3 separate regions of the Oryctolagus cuniculus genome follow, and all the other regions are linked to region 1. A link is a contact called in public Hi-C and Micro-C data. All regions are on one chromosome and are shown on one strand. Each heading gives the region's core, a stretch centred on a gene start, on an enhancer-like site or on the middle of the called end of the contact. The rest is flanking DNA. Distances are from core to core; before and after follow the strand shown.

Region 1 (3,092 bases), core at 273-2,772:
CTGGAGTTCTGTGTTCCAACTATTTCTGCCTGCTTGGGACAAACCAAATGCATACGGGGCCAGGCAGGCAGCTCCCCCACCCCCACAGATGGCAGCCCTGTCCTGGGGTCCTCACTCAGAGACATGGGCTTCTCTGGGCCTAGACCAAAGATACTACACTATTAGGATGAGATCAGACATGTTCAGGGTGGTATGGCTGTGGAGGACATTAAGAAATTAAGACATTGTTCTCTTCTGTCATACCCTAGAAAGGGCTCTGACTGTCCACCACCTATGTTCCTGCAAGGCTTGGCTGAACACTCTCCCGGTGCCCTCCTCCTTACCCTTGTGTGTTTCGCTAGAGTGATCTGAAAAGCTGCCTACTTGTGATGGAATTTTGTCCTGGATTCCACTCAAGGAGCCTCTGGATCTGCCCACTTTTCCTCTCCCCACTCTGGTTTTACAGCCATGCCATAAACATTCAGACCCCAGATCCTCCACTCACCACCAGCTGGGTGGATTTGGTCAGGTTTCTTACCCTCTCTGTGCCTCATGTCATCAGCCGTGAAATGTGGATCCCATTTGTCTGTACCTTGGAGGGTTACGTCTAAGGATGAAGGAGATAGTCCAGGGAAAGCAATTAGAACAGCAGCTGGCACATGATAAATACAAAGAAAGTTACAGTTGCTGTGTTTCTCCCTGTAGCCTTTCACCACTGCCTGCCTTCTTGGGATACCTGCTGCCCAGGTCTCCCACAAGCAGTCGGGATAGAGGCTCCGAGAGTGTGGTCTGTGGGGCAGACACTTTGCTGAGATTACCTCCTTGAATCCCTGCCATAATCCAGCACAGTACTCATCCCTCCCATTCCATGTGCAAGGAACCTGCAGCCTGGAGAAGCCATGTGATATTCCCAGCATCACATAAGTAGTAAATGGAAAAGTTGCAAGTAAAGCTGTGGCCTCTTAGACTCCAAATGCAATGTTCTTTCTACTATACCACCAGCTATTGCAAGGCTGCCATTGTGCAGTTTTGAAAGGAAAAAGAGGAGTCCTTGAAGGGAGTGATGATAATGGGAACCAAACGCTCTGCCACAGCATCTGCTTACAGCTTTGAGAAGGGGCAGAAGGGCTGGGTCTGTGAGCCTAGCTCCCAGCAGTCCTTGCTTCAGCTCATCTGAAAATGATATGTCTTTAAAAGCAAGGAGCCAGAAAAAATAATTCATACTAAAAACAAACTCTGTCATGAGTCATTTGACTTTGCTTTCCCCTGAATACATAGTTTATGCCTTGGGAAAGCTAAGGCTAAAGGAACATCTGATTGTTGCAGGCCAGCAGAGCGATTATTTAAGGGGTTTCACATTCCGTATGTGCCCACTGGACCCCACGGTTTAGATCAAGGCTTGTGCCCATGGGGCCTGACAATTTGTTATTGTTGTCATGGTTGTGTTAGAGTGTGATTGTGCACGTTTTATCAAGATGGCCAGAATCACACTGGTTCACAATTCAGAAGGTCTCTGGCTATGAACCAGCATATGCCGTGGTTATTGTGAGTGAGGCTGTGCACAAGACAGGAACAATTCTGTGTGTTTGCGTGTTGAGGTATGTGAGTGCGAAGAAAGAGAGAAACACCAAGGGAAAGGCAGCTTCCTAAGCTGATCCCAGCCCTCGGTCAGTGTGTCTCTCAATCCAGGGTGAACAGTAGGTCACACAGAGCACCAGGCAAGGGACTCTGGCTCTGGTGCCAGATTGACATTCTTTAAATGACTGAAAAAGACAAGAATACAGTTACACTGTTCAGATACAAACAAGATACTTAGAATGTAGGTGAAAGATGTGAACTTCCCCTCATTCCAGAGATAATCACTGTTACACATTTTGTCCATCCTCTTAACCTTCCTAATAAAATCACAGACAAAATATTACACACACACACACACACACACACACACACAATGATGCTGTAGAGATTGCTCAGGTTTTTTCCCATTTGCAAGATATTTTGGAGTACACTAAAACATGTACAGCTGCCCCTGTATACTATATACTAACAGTAGTTCCAGAGTTTTCATCTATCAAAGAAATCTGTCCAACCACTGTCCTGTTGCTAGACATCGAGGTAGACTCCAGTGCTTGGCAGCTACAGCTGGGACGCAAGGGTCATTTGCTGGGATAGTGACTCACATGGAGGAATGCGAATTTCTCTTGGAGAGATACAGAAAAGACACAGAAACATGGAATTTCTGATGGAAGGATGTATGCATTTAAAATGTTAACTGTGGCCAACGTGTCCTGCCAGAGGGCTGTCTCCAATTTGCACTCCTGCCAGTGCTGTCCCAGTGCCTTTACCAACACAGGATATTGCCGGCCATGTAGTGTTTTTGCCAACCTAATGGACCAACAGTGATTGCTCTTTGTTTTTTTCCTTTGCCTTTCTCCGATTACATTTTCTTTTTTTATCCAATCAGCTACTTAAATTTCTGTTTTCTGCTAAGGGCTTGTCAATATGCTGTCTTCCTTTTCCTGTAGGCTTGCTTATATTTTCCTCACTAAATTCAAGGAATTCTTCTTCTACTCTGTATCCGTCTTTTGTCTGTCATATATACGGAAGACTTTCTTATGTCCGTTGTCATCTACCTTTGCTTATAATGTCTTGAATGGGAGTTTTTGATCTTCATATATTCACATCTGTGAATCTCTTTCTTTATATTGTCCAGGTTTCTTGGACACTTTCCCTATACACTGTTTCTGCTCTTGAAGCTATATGTCTCAGGATGGTAATGCTGTAGACTCTCATGTGTCCAAGAGTACAGTGAGGACCGGGGAAGGTAAAATGTTTTACCCAAAGCTTGGACCGGAACATGCCAGGCTAGTAGAAGGGTTTCTCTGTGTGTGCAGATGTTCTTGGTAATTCCATCATTATTTGTGGAGATGTTCTAAAAATGTATCTGGATTGGCCCTGGGCAAGTGAGAGGCAGATGTCAAGAACCCTCTAGCTGCTTCTTCACTTTAGGACTTCACTGCTCTGCGTTTTTAGTTCATTTCTCTGTAAAATGGGATGAATCACAACCTCAGAGGGTTATTGGGAGACTTGATGTCTTCAGCACTTCACACACA
Region 2 (3,092 bases), core at 354-2,853, 860 kb before region 1:
TGGACAAGGCCATGAAAGCTCTGCAGGAACACAGAAGGAGCAGCATCAAATCACTTCCAAGGAAGTAAAGCGAGGCCAGCTCTCCAGAGAAGGGGAAATCGCACTAATAATTATATGCTCTCCAGGCAGACAAAGGGATGGGATGGGGGCTACTCCAGGTAGAGGGAGTAGGAGACACAGAAAATAGTGTGGCATAGTAACAGCTTACATTCAGAATGCCTGCCACCTGCTGAGAGTGCGTGGTCTCTACCACCCATCACAATTCTGTAAAGCAGGCCTTATTCAGAGCACTCTAGAGAAGAGGAAACACAGGCACCCAGGGGTCAAGCACCTGGCTTGCGAGTGAGGACTAAGGCTGGAGTTAGCTCTGGAGAGCCTGGCTTCAGAGCCCGCGCTCTGGGCTGCTCTGCTACTGGTTCCTCACGGGTGAGGCAGGCGACAGTGGCCACAAAGGCAGGAATCAGGGCCTCAAGATCTTCCTGGATGCTGGCCTTCCGTTCCTGTCTTCAAGAGGCCTTACATATTCAGTATCCTGCACCTCTTAGGATGCATACCAGCAACACGGCGGTGTACGTACAGGTGCTGGTGTGCCGATTCTCTAAGTGCGGCCCGACAGAGGAGGCCATAGCCACGTCGGTGTGGTTTTGAACCCTGTCTACTCCCCGCAGGAAGACAGGGCGTCTCCGCTCGCTGGCCTTGGAGGGGGGGGATCCCCTGGGCTCCTGTCAGTCGGACTGTTCATTTCCTATGTTCCCTGGGCAATCCAGCAAATCCACCAGGATGTCCTTGCTCGCTTTGTTCTGGGCCATCCCCCCAGGGCCTGCACAGAGCCTGGCAGACAGCCTGCTCTCGGCAAATACGTGTTGAATATGGATTGAATATTTGCCGAATGAACTCTGGGTTTTCATTGATTTAGAGAGTAAAATAAATCAATAGTGAGCTTGAAACTCTACACCCTGTGATCAATGGAGTAAGGGGTTCTGAATACGAACAAAGGCAGGGACTCCAAACCCTGATGGGTTTTTACAAATTAAGCTATACTTAAAAAAGAAAAAGTTTGCCCTGAAGTATTTGGGGGGAAAAGGGTTCTGAGTTGTCCAGGTGATTCTGAAGTCTCCAGTTTAGTATTTATGGCATTGGTTAAGTTGGGGTGGCTTCCTGTTCTAAATATTTCTCCTCCCCTCATCTCATTCCGCTTGCTCGTGGACACTGAGGGACTGGAGCTGTCGAGCGCACCAGGCAGGTTGCCCACCCCATCCAGCAGCGACCACAAGGACACTGGACCTCAGACCCTGTACTGAGCACCCCGGGAGTTGGGGAGGGGTCAGATCCTGTCCGCTCTTCCCGGAACCCCCAGGTCTTGCATTACTCCTCTCCAGTACAAAGAACGCGCAGCTCAGGAGCTGAGCGGCTCCAGGGTGACCGCCGGTGCCCAGGGCAGGGCCGGGGGACCCCAGCGCACGTGCACCCTGGGCGGGCGCCCCCAGGGCTCATGCAGGGCGGGGTTCGGCGGCGACGCGGCCTTGCGGCCCCGCCCCGGCCTCGCGGGCTTCCCCATAGAAGGCAAGGCCAGGGCCGGCTCCCACTGCGGCTGGCGGCCCGGCGGCCGGCTGGTTTCAGTTTCTAGAGCGCCCGGCCCCCAGAGCAAAGGCGGGCAGGGAGGAGGGCCCTGGCCGCCTTCCCAACAGATAGCAGGTTAACTCCCTGCTGCCCGGGAGCCACCCACGGTGGGAACGGGCGGCTCCCCCGCGGGCCTGCTCTGGCCGCACCTGACCCTCCGCCTCGGCCCAGGTGCGGGCCAAGTCCAGACCGTGGCGCCTGGCTGTGTTGGGGGGGAAAGGCCCCGTGGGGCCACCCGAGCCCCGCCCTCCACAGAGGGACTCCTGGCCCCTCCCCTGGCTCCCTCAGGCGGGCCTTTCGTGTTCCAACGCGTTAGGGAACCTCTTGTGTTTGTTTTGGGTCTGAGAAAAAGGCATAGAGACTTCGCCACGACCCACAGGATCCCCAAACACGGGGCATTCTCTGTGTGTCCCGCAGTTTTCTGGACAGGCAGACCTGCTTCTGCGTACCCGTGCCCGGTGACCTTTGTGCCCATTGCTTAATCTCCCTCTGCCTCATTATTCTCATCTATAAAATGGGGATAATGATACCTATCTCTAAGATATGCTGTGTGGAGTAGATTAGATAAATAGAGATTATACATATTAAGCATTTAGTGCCCTCCATCAATGGCAATTAACATTATTATTAATTATATTACCATTATGAATGACTAATCGTGATACTCAGGATTATTAATGCGACTGCGTGCCTCCGTGTAAAACATAAGCTCCATTAAAATTTTTTACTGAGGGAAATAGTTTTATGAGAGGTAAATAAAGAAAGAGGGAAAACGCTGGGTCGGGAAGTGTGCACACATTATCTCATTTAATATTCAAATAGCTTCAGAAGGCAGGCGTTATTATCCCCTATCAGATATCAGATGAGAACCCTGGAGGCTCACATGCTGAGTGGTGCCTGGTGTCCCTGCCGCCCTCTGTCCTCGGCTGCGGTGGTGAAGTCTCAGCTGCCTGACCCCTGCCTGCCTCAGTGACAACTACAGGGAATGCCTCCCTCCCTTCTCTAGCTCTCATCAACACGGAGGAACACCAGGCAGCTTTAGAAGTTGGATAAAGGTCACCTCCTCCAGGCAGCTTCCCTGATTGCCTTCCTCCTTTCCTGGCAGAACCACCCCCTCCATCCTGTCTTCTCCGGGTACCTGTAGCCTGTGGTCGCTGACACTTGTCATGGGGCTGTCGCTTCTGTCTTGCAGTTGTGCCTACCGTGCCTTGACTGCATACTCCGAGTCAGTATGGTGTTGTGCTAGGTGTATTAGCCTGGGAGCTTAGCTGCCCTGCTTCCAATCTTGGCTTTAATGCTTATTGCTTGTGAACTTTAAATAAATGACTGAAGTTCTCTGCTTGGCTTTCCTTATCCAGTGTTAACAATAAGATTTGCCTCATGGGGGTCTGTAGGGCTTGAAGGAGTTAATGTAGAAAAAGTACTTTGAATTTCTAAGCAGGTGAATAAAGACGAAGTTGCTGAAGTTGCTG
Region 3 (3,092 bases), core at 186-2,685, 620 kb before region 1:
GGGAGACCTGGAAGAAGCTCCTGGCTCCTGACTTCAGATCGGCCCAGCTCTGGCTGTTGCAGCCATTTGGGGAGTGAACCCAGTGGATGAAAGATTTATCTCTCTCTCTACCTCTCTCTGTAACTCTGCCTTTCAAATAAATAGAATAAATCATAAAATTCTAAGTGTGTTTTGGTGCACAGAGTTTGAAATTTAGGCATAGTTTATTCCTAATATCCATTTTCCACAAGCTTTTTCAAGACCCATTATAGATCCTAAAGGAAGATGTTATCTGATCTCAAAATAGAAAACAAATACCACCAACAGAAAGCCAGGCTGGTCTGAGGGGAAGGGTCTAGATGTAGAATTCAGACAGACCTGGGCCTGAAGTCCTGCTACCCCACTTACTGCTGTTTGCACTTTGGAGAGGCTGCCTGGCTCTCAATTTGCCAGCCTATAAAATGGGATATGAGTGTTTTGTCATATTATGTAACTACATGCACAGTTAGTGTGTATATCCTAAAAATGTAGGCTCTAATCTCAGCTCAGCCGTACTTCAGCTGCCTACTTAATTCTTATGTCTCAATACCTACTATGTGTGTGTATTTTTTAGTGTTTAATGAGATATGATATCATACATGCAAAATGTCTTTAATTTTCATCCAGTGGCATGTGATTTTTCTTTCTCCCCTCTTCTCCCTCAGATGAAGGAGCAAAGTTTGAGTGGCTGACTATTTTGGAGAAACCAAGCCACCAGTTTCAAGTTTAAAAAGAAAAAACAAACCACCAGGCGAACCGTAAAGCTCACCACTTTGGTCTTCTTGCCCTTCTGCCTCTGAAAGCCTTCTCCTGTTTTCCCAGAAAGTTCTGTCTTGTGCCATGTCGGTTGCTGGCATTGTCTCCTCTTTCGAGTTCTCATAGACTAAAGCAATTTCTATCTACCCTCTCTGAATTTTGCTCCTTGCTAAAGAATGCCAGCAAGGGTTGCCACTTGCCGCTCAGCATTCTCAAAGCACTCTATTGTTCTGCTAAAGCACTTTTTCCATTACTTCCTCAATGTCTGTTCATGCGTTTTCCCTGCCAGAACGCTGAATGGTTGGGCAGACACAGCCCCTGCCTCTCTGGCTCAGAGTCCTTAGCTATCAGCCAGACGCCCAGTGGGTCCGGGACGGACATGCATGTTCTAAGTGTGTGCATGAGTATGTGATGTGTGAGTGACTTTCTGATTGCTTCCCCTCCACACACTTCCAGAGTGTGCAGCAGACTGACAGATGTGTGCAGTGTGTAGTTGTAAGTGGAGGAGCTTGGCTGCTTGTTTAGAAATGAAACTGGACACTCCGAGAAGCTTACGGCCATGTCTGCTTCCCTCTGGGGTCCTCTGGGAATGGCGGTTGCAGGAGCTTGAGCGGGGAGCCCAGGAGGGCTGACAAGGTGCCCTTTCAGCCCTGAGTCAGCAGCAATGGGCTCTTTGGACCCAGGAAGATCCCGATTTCGGGGGCTGAGTCACATGAATAGCTGGAATAGTTGTTTAGATCATAATGAATTCCCAGAACCTTTCCAAGCCGACCAGCAGACACAGGCTCTCTCTACCCTAAGTGCTTTCCAGCTTTGTGACTTAGCAGAACAGAGGAGGCCCAGCTTGGGCTCTCGGAGGGGAACCGGGCCCATGAACCCCCACCCTTCCCATCACAAGCACTGCAGGTGGATCCTGGAACCTTTCATATTTCCAGGAAGATGTGGGGAAAGTCCAGCATCGCGGGGCAGGGGGGAGGGGGAATCCTACCCAGACTGCACAGCTGTTGTGTCAACTGGGCCAGGGGCCCTGGTGCCTCACAGTGGGTGGTTAGGGTATCAGTGGATACTAACTGCCTTGGGAGCCCAGACAAATGATCCTCTGCTGAAATGTCATTAGAGGTCTGTGTACCTTGGATGACACAAGATATGTGAAGTCCAGCATAGAGGAAGCTGTGTGGGAGAGGGGAGAGGCTGGCCTCTGAGGCGCTGTGGGGCTGCTGCTAAGTCTGCAGCCTGCATCTTCTAGTCAGCGAGGCCAGAGCTCAGCATCCCCCAGTGATGCCTGCTCTGAGCTGCACGGATGCTTTCAGCGAATGCCTTGTCTGAAACACTGGCACAGTTCAAAGCGCAGGCTTCAGTGCTTCCTGCCTGACAATACCCAAAGATCTCAGCCTTCTGAGGCTTTGTGATCCTCTGCTTGATGTCACATCCACTGTGCAATCTCACCCAGACCAGGAGCGGATCTTGTTGCTCCATCGTTCATGCGTAGGCTGCTGTAGGCACGGACATAGTTCTCAAACCTGAACACAAAGCAGAATCACTTGGAAAACCTATTAATACAGATTTCTGAGCCCCGCTCCCAGGATTTCTGATTTACTGGGTCTGGCATGGGGCCTGGGAGTTGGTGTTCCTAACAAGTATCGGGAAGCAGGCTGGCTCAGGGATCACACTTTGAGAACCACTGCTCTAGGGCAATGTTCTGCTATGTGTTTTTAGATCAAAGACCTATTTGAAAATCTGTCAAAAGGCCTTGCCACCACTCCTCAGAAAAGCAACACACAAATGCTAAAGCGCGCGCGCACACACACACACACCAGAAAAGCTTGTTTACAGTTCCAGGGCTTACTAGACTTACAGAAATCCATGCATGAACTTCTGGGTTTCACAAAGCCTTCGCGATTCCAGCCCAAAGCAGAATTCACACGTGGAGTGAAGATTCATCAGGCATAAGAAAGATTTTATCACTAAGAACAGAGGAATTTCAGAGCAATCTGAATGAGCATCTGCTTGCTAAAACTAGATGCTTGCTTTCGAATCCTGGCTCTGCCCTTTGCCAACTATGTCAGTTTCCTCATCCTTAGATGTGGATGAGTGAGGGAACCTACTCACAAACTTTTGTAAAGACTGAATGAGCTCAGCGGTGCAAAGTGGAGAGAAGACAGCCAAGCATGTAGTATACACACAATGCTTTCCCCGATTCGTTAGCTCAACTGAGTTCTATTGATTCAACTTCCTGATATATACGAAGCCCTCTGCTCCCCATCCCAACACTCATTTTCCTAGTCTAGGTTTTAACCATATCTAGTCCACTGTATTTT

What was found. A called contact is a pair of places that touch in the nucleus more often than the background predicts.
Region 2: a contact with region 1 is called in a Micro-C map of ear pinna, with 4 times the contacts expected there. The contact joins two enhancer-like sites. A contact is called at or near these places in 3 of 6 Hi-C or Micro-C datasets (ear pinna, psoas muscle and an unstated tissue).
Region 3: a contact with region 1 is called in a Hi-C map of an unstated tissue, with 2.1 times the contacts expected there. The contact joins two enhancer-like sites. A contact is called at or near these places in 2 of 6 Hi-C or Micro-C datasets (psoas muscle and an unstated tissue).

What each region holds. Positions count from the first base shown.
Region 1 is chr7:113,262,706-113,265,797 of mOryCun1.1, reverse strand. The region is part of intron 14 of FGGY (FGGY carbohydrate kinase domain containing); the gene reads left to right. The region is part of intron 3 of LOC138850643 (a long non-coding RNA gene); the gene reads right to left. Among named protein-coding and RNA genes, the nearest start is that of HOOK1, 96 kb to the right of the region's middle. Within about 2 kb of position 1,522, at least 2 of the 8 cell types and tissues checked have an H3K27ac peak or open chromatin away from gene starts, as enhancers often do. A contact at or near this core is called in ear pinna, where this site is marked.
Region 2 is chr7:114,122,617-114,125,708 of mOryCun1.1, reverse strand. No RefSeq gene overlaps it. Among named protein-coding and RNA genes, the nearest start is that of JUN, 140 kb to the left of the region's middle. Within about 2 kb of position 1,603, at least 7 of the 8 cell types and tissues checked have an H3K27ac peak or open chromatin away from gene starts, as enhancers often do. A contact at or near this core is called in ear pinna, where this site is marked.
Region 3 is chr7:113,877,969-113,881,060 of mOryCun1.1, reverse strand. No RefSeq gene overlaps it. Among named protein-coding and RNA genes, the nearest start is that of FGGY, 160 kb to the right of the region's middle. Within about 2 kb of position 1,435, at least 4 of the 8 cell types and tissues checked have an H3K27ac peak or open chromatin away from gene starts, as enhancers often do.